Linked DNA regions of Anas platyrhynchos: region 2 is linked to region 1. Evidence: chromatin contacts called from public Hi-C data. All regions are on one chromosome and are shown on one strand. Each heading gives the region's core, a stretch centred on a gene start, on an enhancer-like site or on the middle of the called end of the contact. The rest is flanking DNA. Distances are from core to core; before and after follow the strand shown. Region 1 overlaps TAOK1 (TAO kinase 1). Region 2 holds the start of TAOK1 (TAO kinase 1).

Region 1 (4,885 bases), core at 756-3,255:
TCGCTCCATTATCTTCTTGCCAGCACTGAAAAAGCTACTTTTGGCTTCAGTGAAATAGGCCAAAAGGGTAAAAAGCAGTAGCCAAGGCTTTTAAACAGAGCTCACTAGCATCAGCAGCAATGTGGTCAAGAGGAGTTATTTTGGTCTGTGCTGGAGGTACCGGGCAGAGCGCTGTAAGCATTCTCTTGCCTTAGTCAGGGAATACTCAAAATGACTTCATCTGGAATTTAGGAAACAATCTGCTCCTATGTGAGTCATCTCCTGAGCCATTCTGGGCTCTCAGAAACAGCCTTCTCCACTTGTCTGCTTCTTGGTGCTAGGTGAGTGACACTGACTCACGGAGCAGCCTTCCCTACTCTTCTGAGAGCCGTGCAGTGGTCAGCTGGCTTGCAAACAGCAAGAGGAAGGCGCTTTCTCTGACGTTAGCTCTTCAAAATGCTGCACATATTTCTTCCAGTGACACTATATAAAAAGAATCCCCTTTTCTTTCAGAACTAGAGCATCCTCAGCACATCTAGCTGCACATAGTTTTCAGTCTTTGCGACAGAAAACAAAACAAAACAGGACTTTGTGCAATCCAACTTTGCATGCCCAACGCGCTGTGTTAAAATGACATCACTTAGAAACAACCTCAGGATGCAGGACTGAAGATGAGGTGCCTGAGGCACATGAGAAGGAAACGAGTAAATCTGAAGTCTTTTAAAGACACTCCTGGGACACGCTTGTGACTGGTGCAATACGAACAACATCGCATCAGGGTGTAACTGGACCTCAGTCACTGGCACTTACAGACTGTGCAGGGATGGGGCTGGCTGCTGGCTCCTTAGCCTGAGTCATTTACGCTCTGTTGAGTTACTGTGGTGATGGGCACCACCAAAAACGGAGAGCACTGCGCTGAGAAGGAAGCAGAATCCTATGCACATGCTTACTTCTGGAACCTCATTTACCGTGGAACATCAGGGACTGACTTTGCCACAGGCTAGGTATGTAATTGTGCACGTGAATTCAGACATTCGACTTGTGCACGTACCTGCCCTCTCCCTGGCTGCCAGACAGCCTCAGTGAGCACAGGCACACAAATCCCTGGTGACACTGCTGAGCAACCCACACCAGAGCACTGGCAACTCCTACAAAGTCTGTCCACCCCTCCCTGTAAGGAATATCCCTGCAAAAGAAGGGTGCATCTACCTTTGCACCCAGTTCTTTTTCCTTGAGCTGCCACTAAGTAATTGTAATCCCAGCAAGAAAGTCTCACCTCTGGTCCACAACTTTGTGAGCAGCAATGCACTGGCATTGCTTATATTGCTAAATAAAGGCTCCCTCCCATGGGAGTCGATGGACTGTTATTTATTTATTTATTTATCTATCTGTTTTTAAGGTGTTAGTCTTGCAGAGACATACAGGACACATTAAAAAAAAAGGAAAAATTATCTTAGAATTTACTGTTGTTGTTTCCTTTTCTCCACTATACTATAACTTTACTAAGCTTCCTTCCCCATTACCAATGGCAAATGATTTGTATGGGCCTTCTGTGCACAGACTTTGATCCTTGTGCACGCTGAAAGACTTGTACAACATTAATATTGGTTGATGTGCGTTTCCATGAGCCACTGGCCTCAGTTCAGCTTTTGGCATCATGTTGTGTGCAGTGCAGTCTCTGCTGATCCCCCGCACAAAGAGATGGCCAGCAGCAGGCTTGCTATGTCACACTGCTTCCCAGAGCTCTCGTCAGCTCGCACCGCCAGAGGGCAATGCACACCCAGCCTGCTTACACGCTTACGTGCAGGGCTGTGACAGGAGCTGGATGGGAGAGGAACGACTAGCGATGGAATTTAAGGACAGCTATTCCACGCGTGGGTGCCACACAGGATCTCTGCTTTCACAAATTCAGTTACTTCCAGAGATTCATCTACTTGCAGGGGACCAAAGCACAGCAGGCCCATGCTGTGCTCTTGGAGATGCTTCCTCTGCTCACCATGAGGTGGAGCAGTTTTATTCCAACGAGGGCCCTCTACCAGCCAAGCATCCATCTGTTAGCCTCTGGGAGAAGTGTGAAGAACCTCGAGGCCACAGAGTAATTGCTGTAATTTAATAATCGCCGAGCAGCAGCAAAGTTTGGGACTGCTGTGTGAATGGTGACAGCTGGCACCCACAGAGCAAATCAAAAACGGAAAAAAGCTGCAGGAGGAAAGCTGTGCATTTCCTTTCACTGACTGCTGCACTAACTACCCTTCTTCTGGATTGCACAGACCCCTCCCTCGCACACGTTTCTATAAACACCATGTTTCTGGCACTGCATAGAAAAGCATGCTTCAACAAGGAGCCCCTTAACACATATAACAGCCAATTCAAGTTGAAACCCAGGGAGCAGCAGTTTGCCCATGCTTGTGGCTCTGGCTAGTGCAGTTTAAGGGCAACGCTGCTGACAGCAGTATTTCTGTAACAAGTGTCATTTCGTAGGGAACTGCAGCTGGGTCTCCACACACTGACAAATGGAGCAGAGCTACACCAAAATAATCAAACATATTACCATAAAAAACAGGGTCTCAAATCCCAAGTCCATCTAATACATTTTAACCCGTCCCCCTGCCACCTTTTTGCCCCCCCAAATTGCTTGTACCATGCAAATTTCAAGGCAAAAACCAAAAAACTTCATGTTAGGTTGTTACATCTGTTCTTTTATAAACTGGTGATGTTAATTTGCAGCTCAGAGACAGAATGAAGAGTTTGCTTTCCTTTCTGTGCAGAGAGGCACGACTCCCTCCGGCTCTGGCATGCCTCAAGCAGTTCTATCCCAGCCAGAAGCTGCTTACATAGGATGGCTGAGCTGGCAAAGTTTAGCCTGCGTGTCACTGAGCTATCATCCCAGAAAGGCGAATATCCAAATGATCCATGTTACTGTATACAGCAAGGTAAAAGCAATTTCTCTCTATGCTGATAGGTACAGTGCAATTTAGGATCTGAGATCTGAGTGTGCTAATGATGCTCGTATGCCCATTTTACCTTCTGCTCAAGGAGGGCCCGACGGAGGGATACCCTCTGTTCAAGATCACGCAGCTCCCGATCATGCTGGGCTTCTGCCTGCATCTTGATTTTACTCTGATATGCATTCAGCAGCTCCAATTCTTGCTGCAGCTGCATCTTCAAAACCTGGCACTCTGCTTCCTGTGCTTCATCCAAACGCAGCTGGGAAAGGCAGACAATAGAGATGTTTCACTATGGGGTAACCACTCATGACACTCTCGGGGAGGACTGTGGGGAGAGGGAGAGAATGGGATGGGACTTTGTTTTCTTAGCAATACAATTGGTCTCCATTGTACTTGGTTTCACTGAACAGAGAACCTATAGTGACAAAGACTGGTGACTGTGAGCCCACAGTGCTGATGCAAGTGACGCTGATGAGCGGTGGCGCCTCAGGAACCACGATCCATGCTGCAGAGAGCAGACTGCTGGAGGTGCTAATATCCACAGCTGTCCTTTTGGTAGAGGCAAAGAAAAGGTCTCCTGCTCTGTTCAACTGGATTAACCAATTTCCTGTGAGCAGGAGACTTTAAGTTCATATCCCTGCCAATGTATGACTTAGGGCAAAAGAATAAAATGACACAAACCTAAAAGCAATACAATACTGAACTTTTCACTTCTGATACATAAATTAGGCCAGCTACCCTGCCTCACAGTGTCAAATTTGTGCAGAGTGACAAGCAGGATGCAATATGCAAGAAGTGCAAAGAAAACTGCACATTCAGTTATAGCAGGGACTCACAGAATTGCTCAGGTGGTCATTCTTTAAGAAGGGTTTACAGAACCTTCACAACACTTTTAACACTTTTTTTTTTTCAGGTTTAAAGTCAAACCTCTGAACTCCTCCATGACTCACCGAGCATCTTCCACCAGTGGGACATGCTTTGGTTGGTATCAATGACAAATCAAAACCTAAACGACTTATGACAGCAAGTTGCACATGATTTAATGATGCTCTAACAGAGACATTCACGCTGTCAGACTTCATGCAAAAGCAGACCTTTAGCCACACGGATGCATCACTTTGCATCTCTGCAAGAGCAGCTTCAGCTCCAACCTGTCTGATGGGAGTAACACCTCTTTCCTCTGTATTTGAATTCAGCTTTTTAAATACAGAGGAACGACTGCGCAGGGTATGGCATGTGTAGCAAGGAAGCAGATAGCCTGCTGTCAGGATACAGATCGGTTAAAATGCAAACATCCCTCTTTGGCTGAGGAACCCTGGGTCCCTCGGAGGCGACTCACAGCTTGTGTAGAGAGCATTTCATTAATGCTGTGATCATACTGCTCAGCCAGGATAGCCAGCTTCCGGGTCTGCTCCTCCTTGAGCCGTTTGAGGACAGCTTTATGTTCACTCTTTGGCGTGGTCTCCAGCAGATGGTTTCTCAGTGCTTTGTACTGTCTGGTTTGGATCTTGCATGTATCCTGAAACTGCTTCTTTATCTGTAGTTCTTTTGACTGGAAAGATGGAGGGGACACAAACAAAAGAAAAAAAAAACAGCGTGTTTCAAATGGGAGAAATATCCATTCAAATGGATATTTAGGATTACATTAAGGATATGAGTTCAAGAATACACAAATGTATATTAACATCTACAGTGCAAGGAGGGAAGCAAAATATACAAGAGGCAATGACTACTGCTGCAGCTGCTTTGACACTGCCACTGTGCAAAACAATTACAATAGAGACACTTTTATAACAAAGCTCCAGCCTAAATACAGCTGTCTCCGCACAAAGAGCCTCACATTTGTCACTGGACTGGATCCAGTGCTGGGTGTTGCTTTTCAAGAAGAGTTCTTGAGGGACAGAACTAACATTAATTAGCACCAAAAGCCATACTTGCACATGACCATGGTTGTATGG
Region 2 (4,885 bases), core at 1,461-3,960, 59 kb after region 1:
GCTCCTCTACATGCAGCACTTAATTTCAGCCTAGTTAAAGAATAAATAAATAAATAAAATCAAACTACCCAAGGAGTTCTTACTTCAGCCAGTTTTTAACAAGATTAAATTTAATTTAAGCTGTTCTGCCAGAATCCCTTTCTCTTCAGCGAGACATTCTTAACAGAGGAGAAAAACATTCCCTCAAGTTCAAAGGATAAATGGAGGTTCAAGTTTATCAATGTATTTGAGTCAACAGATAAAAGGAAGAGGAGTCCTAAAAATGGCAAAGGCACCAGCCAGAACTAGGCCAGTGTTGTGGAGAACCTAAGACGAAGGCTTGAACCAGTTGTTGATTAGGTTTGTCCTTGGACACAAGCGGCAAAAATCACAGCACGCTCACTGGGAGCAGGGGCAACAGAAACAAAAACGTAGACTCGGGAGTTGTTTCAAGGATCACGTATCTAAAATTGCATTTATTGCAACAAAAGTTGGTGTTTTGTAATCCTGAGAAGTGAAAACAAGCCTTCCGCAGTGTCAAAATATATCAGGGTTTGCCACAATATTTGCACTATTATGACGTGCTAATAGCCAAAGCTATTTTTCAGACTCTGGGGATCCGAGCTATACCATTCAACAATACATGAAGCATTAGGGGTGGTATTTTGGGAACGTTTCATTTGAAGCATTCCAAGCCGGTAACCTCTACCCAAATACATAAAACAAGAGCCATGTCACACGCTCTATAAATAGCAGTAATAGTAAGGAATCGATAGCAGCCAAACCTTTAGGTACCATCTTATTAATCTGCCCTCGGCGTGCAGGGCCACACGGCCGTGAGGGCTCTCCAAACGCGATGGGCAAAGGTGAAGGACACGATTTGGCCAACTAGTTAAGCCAAGTGCCATGTAAACCGCCTCAGCCACCAGAATGCCACCCGGCCAAATGCCCCACGCCGTGACAAGCAGGAGGGGCGAGCACCACCACCACCGAGCCTTTTGCTCAGAAAATAACCCCAAAGTCCTCTCTGCCGTTTTCTTCCTGAGACACGTAAAGATCTTACGTTTGACAACAACCATTTTAATCCTAGTTTTTTTTTTTTTTTTCCTCCCCCCCCCCCCTTGGTTCTCCTACCGCACCCAGCACAATGGTACAACTGCACGTTACAGGCAGCCGGGCATCTCTCTCTTTTCTATTTATTTAATTTATTTTTTTTTTTGCTCCCACAGTGACAAAGGTGAACTCCGAGGCTCCCGAGAGGCTTGCAGCAGAGGCGACTGAGCGAGGTTGTCTAAAGCCATACCCGCACGCCGGCTCGCGGGAGCCTAGCCCCGGCGAGATATTTTAATCTGGCAAATTAAAATGGTTGGGAAACGCTATTTGGCTAACGGAATCGGCCGGCACATGCCCGTTCGGAGGGGGGAAGCGATAAAAAGGCCTTCAAAATAGGTCACTTTCCTCCCGATCCCACCCCAGCGCCGCGCCGAGTGGTATTTACACCGAGAACTCACCGCTCGGGGAGGAGCGAGGGGGTAGGGAAAAGAGAGAGAAAAAAATAAAAAAAATAAAAAAAAAAGAGCTTGGGGAAAAAAATATAATAATAATAATAAAAAAATAATCAAATAATAATCATAAAAAATAAAGCATCCGCGGTCAGATCTGCGGGAACACGGGGCTGGGGGGGGGGGGCCCGAGTACTGAGAGGGGCCCATCGGGACCTACCCCCCCCCCCTCTTTCTCCCCCCTCCTCCCCAAAAATCCCGGGGGGGGCCGGGCCGCAGCCCTTAGGCCTCAGCCGGCCGTGACAGCGGCAGGGCGCGGGGAACACCCCGGCAGCGCCATTACCGCTCCCTCCCCGCCGCCACCTCAGCCCCCAACCCCCCGGAGCAGCCCCCCCCACCCAGGAGGAGCCCCCCCAGGCCGGGGAAGCGGCCCCGGGTCCTGCGGCAGTGCCGCAGAGCCCGGCGGGGGAGGCGCCGGCCCCACCGCCGCCTTCTTCTTCTTCCTCCCCCCCCCCCCCACCACCTCACCAACCATCTCTCCGCCTCGCCTCTCCCCTCCATCTCTCCTCGTAGCCCCCCCCCCCCACGCTCCGCCATCTCCTTCCTCTTCCTCCTCATCCTCCTCCTCCTCCTCCTCATCCTCCCCCCCCCTCCCCCCGAGCCCCCCGCGGTGCTGCCCGCCTTACCCTCCGCCGCAGCCGGGCTGGGAGCGCCGGTCGGCCCCCCGCGGAGGAGGAGGAGGAGGAGGAGGAGGAGGAGAAGAAGGAGGAGGAGGAGCGGGGCAAGGGGCGGCGGCCCCGCGGGGGGAGGCGCCCCCGGAGGGGCGTCGGGCCCGGCCCCCCCCGGGTGCCCGGGCGCGGCGGGCACAAAGGCGGCGGGGCACGGCAGCTAAGATGGCAGGGCGGCCACCAGCACCACCAACACCTCCTCCTTCTCCTCCACCACCGCCACCACCACCAGGGCCCCGCTCGCCGAGCCGCGGCCAGGCCTCACGGCGTTGCGGGAGGGAGGAGGGCGGGCGGGCGGCTGTCTGGGCCGTGCCTGCCCGCCCGCGGCGGAGCGGGGTTCGCCTGGGCCGGGCCGGGCCGCGATGGCCGCCGCCGCCGCCCGCCCCGCCTGGCCGCCTCCCCTCAGCGCCTCCCGGGGCTCCGGCTGCTCCCCCTCCTCCGCCTCCGCCGCCGCTGCTTGCTCCGCGCTGCCCGCAGCCAGCGGCCCCCGCCCGCCCCTCTCGCGAGACTTCGCCGCCCTCCTCCTCCTCCTTCTGCTTCGTCCCCCCCCTTCTGTGGGAGTGGAGGGGGGGAAGGGGGCGAGGAGGGGCTGGGGGGGGGGTGGTGAGGGGGTGAGGGAGAGGTTTGGGGTAAAGGGGGGTGGGGGGGGCGTGAGGTGAGGCTGTGGGGGGGGCTGGTGGGGAGGGGGGGGCTGAGGAAGAAGAGAGGTGAGGGAGAGGAGGGGGTTGAGGGAGAGGTGAGAGAGATGAGGGGGGCTGAGGAAGAGGATGGGGGCTGAGGGATGGGAGGGGGCTGAGGAAGAGGAGGGGGCTGAGGAAGGGGAGAGGTGAGGAAGAGGGGAGATGAGGAAGAGGAGGGGGCTGAGGGATGGGAGGGTGGGCAAAGGGGTCTGGGGGGTGTGAAAGAAATGGGGGGTGCTTGAGGGAAATGAGGGGGATGAGGGGGAGGCTGAGAGGGTTCTGCTTGAGGTTGGGGGAGCTGAGGGTGTAACGGCACCGTGGGGCTGCAGGAGCCAAGGGGAAACTGAGGAAGGGTTTGAGGAAGGGGCTGTGGAGAGAAAGAGGGGTTAGGGATGGGGAAGGTGGGGACTGGGGGCAGGGGAGGGGATGAAGACCTCATCCCTGGAGGTCTTTAAAAGATGTTTAGATGTAGAGCTTAGTGATATGGTGTAGTGGAGGACTCTTAGTGTTAGGTTAGAGGTTGGACTCGATGATCCTTGAGGTCCAACCTAGAAATTCTGTGATTCTGTGAAGAAGAATTGTGAGACCCAACAGGGCTGTGCTGGAGCAGCTCAGCCACCAGCAGTACCCCTGAGGGCCTGCTGGTGCAGGGGTCTGCAGCACCCCTGGCCTGAGCACAGCAGTGTGTTTCAGGCCGCCCGCCCCAACCGTCTCTGGCTTAGGGCCAGAAGAGGGGAAAAAAATATCTCACAGAGTGAGCACATGGCCTCCTGAGCGGTAGTCTTGGCTCTCAGCGGTGGGTTTTGAACTTGGTAGGTTGTTGAACCTCTGTGTGCTTTGGTATCTCCGTCTACGAGCTAGAGATAACAGTTGGCTTCGTGCAGGGATTAATTATCGTGTCTTGTAGTCACATATTTGTTTATTTGTTTTTGCCATAGATTACAGCTGGAGGAATTCTAAACAATCCAAGTCTCCTTGTCATGGTGTTTAAGTGCATTGTGCTCCTGTCTGAACAGAGGAAATCGCTGAGGTCAGTCGCCCTTGTGTTTATAGTTGCTTTCCCTTTCAGGAGCATGGGGGCAAAGAATCATCAAAATAACAATTTATACTGATGTCCGGATAATAAATCGATAGAAATAATTACGTAAGGGACAAAGCTTGGAAGAGGTGTTCTTGCAGGTGTTGCTTTCACTCCTTAAATTCAGGGTTATACACAAAGTAAGTGTTCTCAGGTTATAAGGTGCCCTGCAAACACTTAAGAGTTTTGAGGCGCCCTGAGTATGAAACAATACAATTCTGTAAGCCCCTATATTACTGATACCAATAAAACCAAGGAAACATCTTTCCTATTTTCCTATAAATAAAGAGATATTTTGTACCATAAGAAGGCTTTGTATCCAGCAGATGTTGAAGATGGTACTGGAGACTATTAATCTAAACTTCACATTTACTTCCAAACAAGCAGACAGAACTACTGGGGATTATTTAACCTGGGGTAGAGGAAACCTAAGGAATGTTGAGAACAGAGGTTGACTGTAATGGTTGTGGACCACATCTAGTGTTTTGCAAACGTGTCACATAGTGGTCTAATACTTTGCCTTTTCAAATCCCAGTAGGAAAAGTAAGACAAATGTGGATCACTTCAAACATATGTTGTTGTAAGTATTGGGAAAGGCAAACTAAAGGTTTATCTGATTATCTCAACCTTGAAGTTGGCAGCTATGACAGGAAACTTGGTTTCATTCATCTGCCAAAGATATTTGTAGCGTATCGTTTGACAAGTTAAAAGGCATTTTTGTAATGGCACAAAAATAAAACCATCCACTTTCTGAAACTACAGTTTCTGTCTTTTAAAAATAATATGGTTTTGGATGCATGCTTCTGGGGAAATTAAGGGCCTACGAGGAAAGGTAAATATTTGTATTTGCAAATGTTGGAACAATAGTATTTAACACAAATCTGTTCAGCATGGCCTATAAATATTTTTTTTTGTACT

The links. Hi-C and Micro-C count contacts between places; a contact is called where the count stands out from the background.
Region 2: a Hi-C map of subcutaneous adipose tissue shows a contact between it and region 1, with 2.3 times the contacts expected there. The contact joins the promoter of TAOK1 here to the enhancer-like site in region 1. A contact is called at or near these places in 6 of 8 Hi-C or Micro-C datasets (F5 follicle, liver, skeletal muscle and 2 more).

What each region holds. Positions count from the first base shown.
Region 1 is chr20:4,742,071-4,746,955 of IASCAAS_PekinDuck_T2T, forward strand. TAOK1 (TAO kinase 1) reads right to left here. Exons shown (of 20, transcript XM_027471817.3): 18 at 4,267-4,479; 19 at 3,004-3,186. Among named protein-coding and RNA genes, the nearest start is that of ABHD15, 15 kb to the left of the region's middle. Within about 2 kb of position 2,006, at least 1 of the 8 cell types and tissues checked has an H3K27ac peak or open chromatin away from gene starts, as enhancers often do. A contact at or near this core is called in subcutaneous adipose tissue, where this site is marked.
Region 2 is chr20:4,800,682-4,805,566 of IASCAAS_PekinDuck_T2T, forward strand. TAOK1 (TAO kinase 1) reads right to left here and starts at 2,711. Exons shown (of 20, transcript XM_027471817.3): 1 at 2,168-2,711. It overlaps LOC101804034 (a long non-coding RNA gene), which reads left to right and starts at 3,087. Exons shown (of 15, transcript XR_011804259.1): 1 at 3,087-3,701; 2 at 3,828-3,919.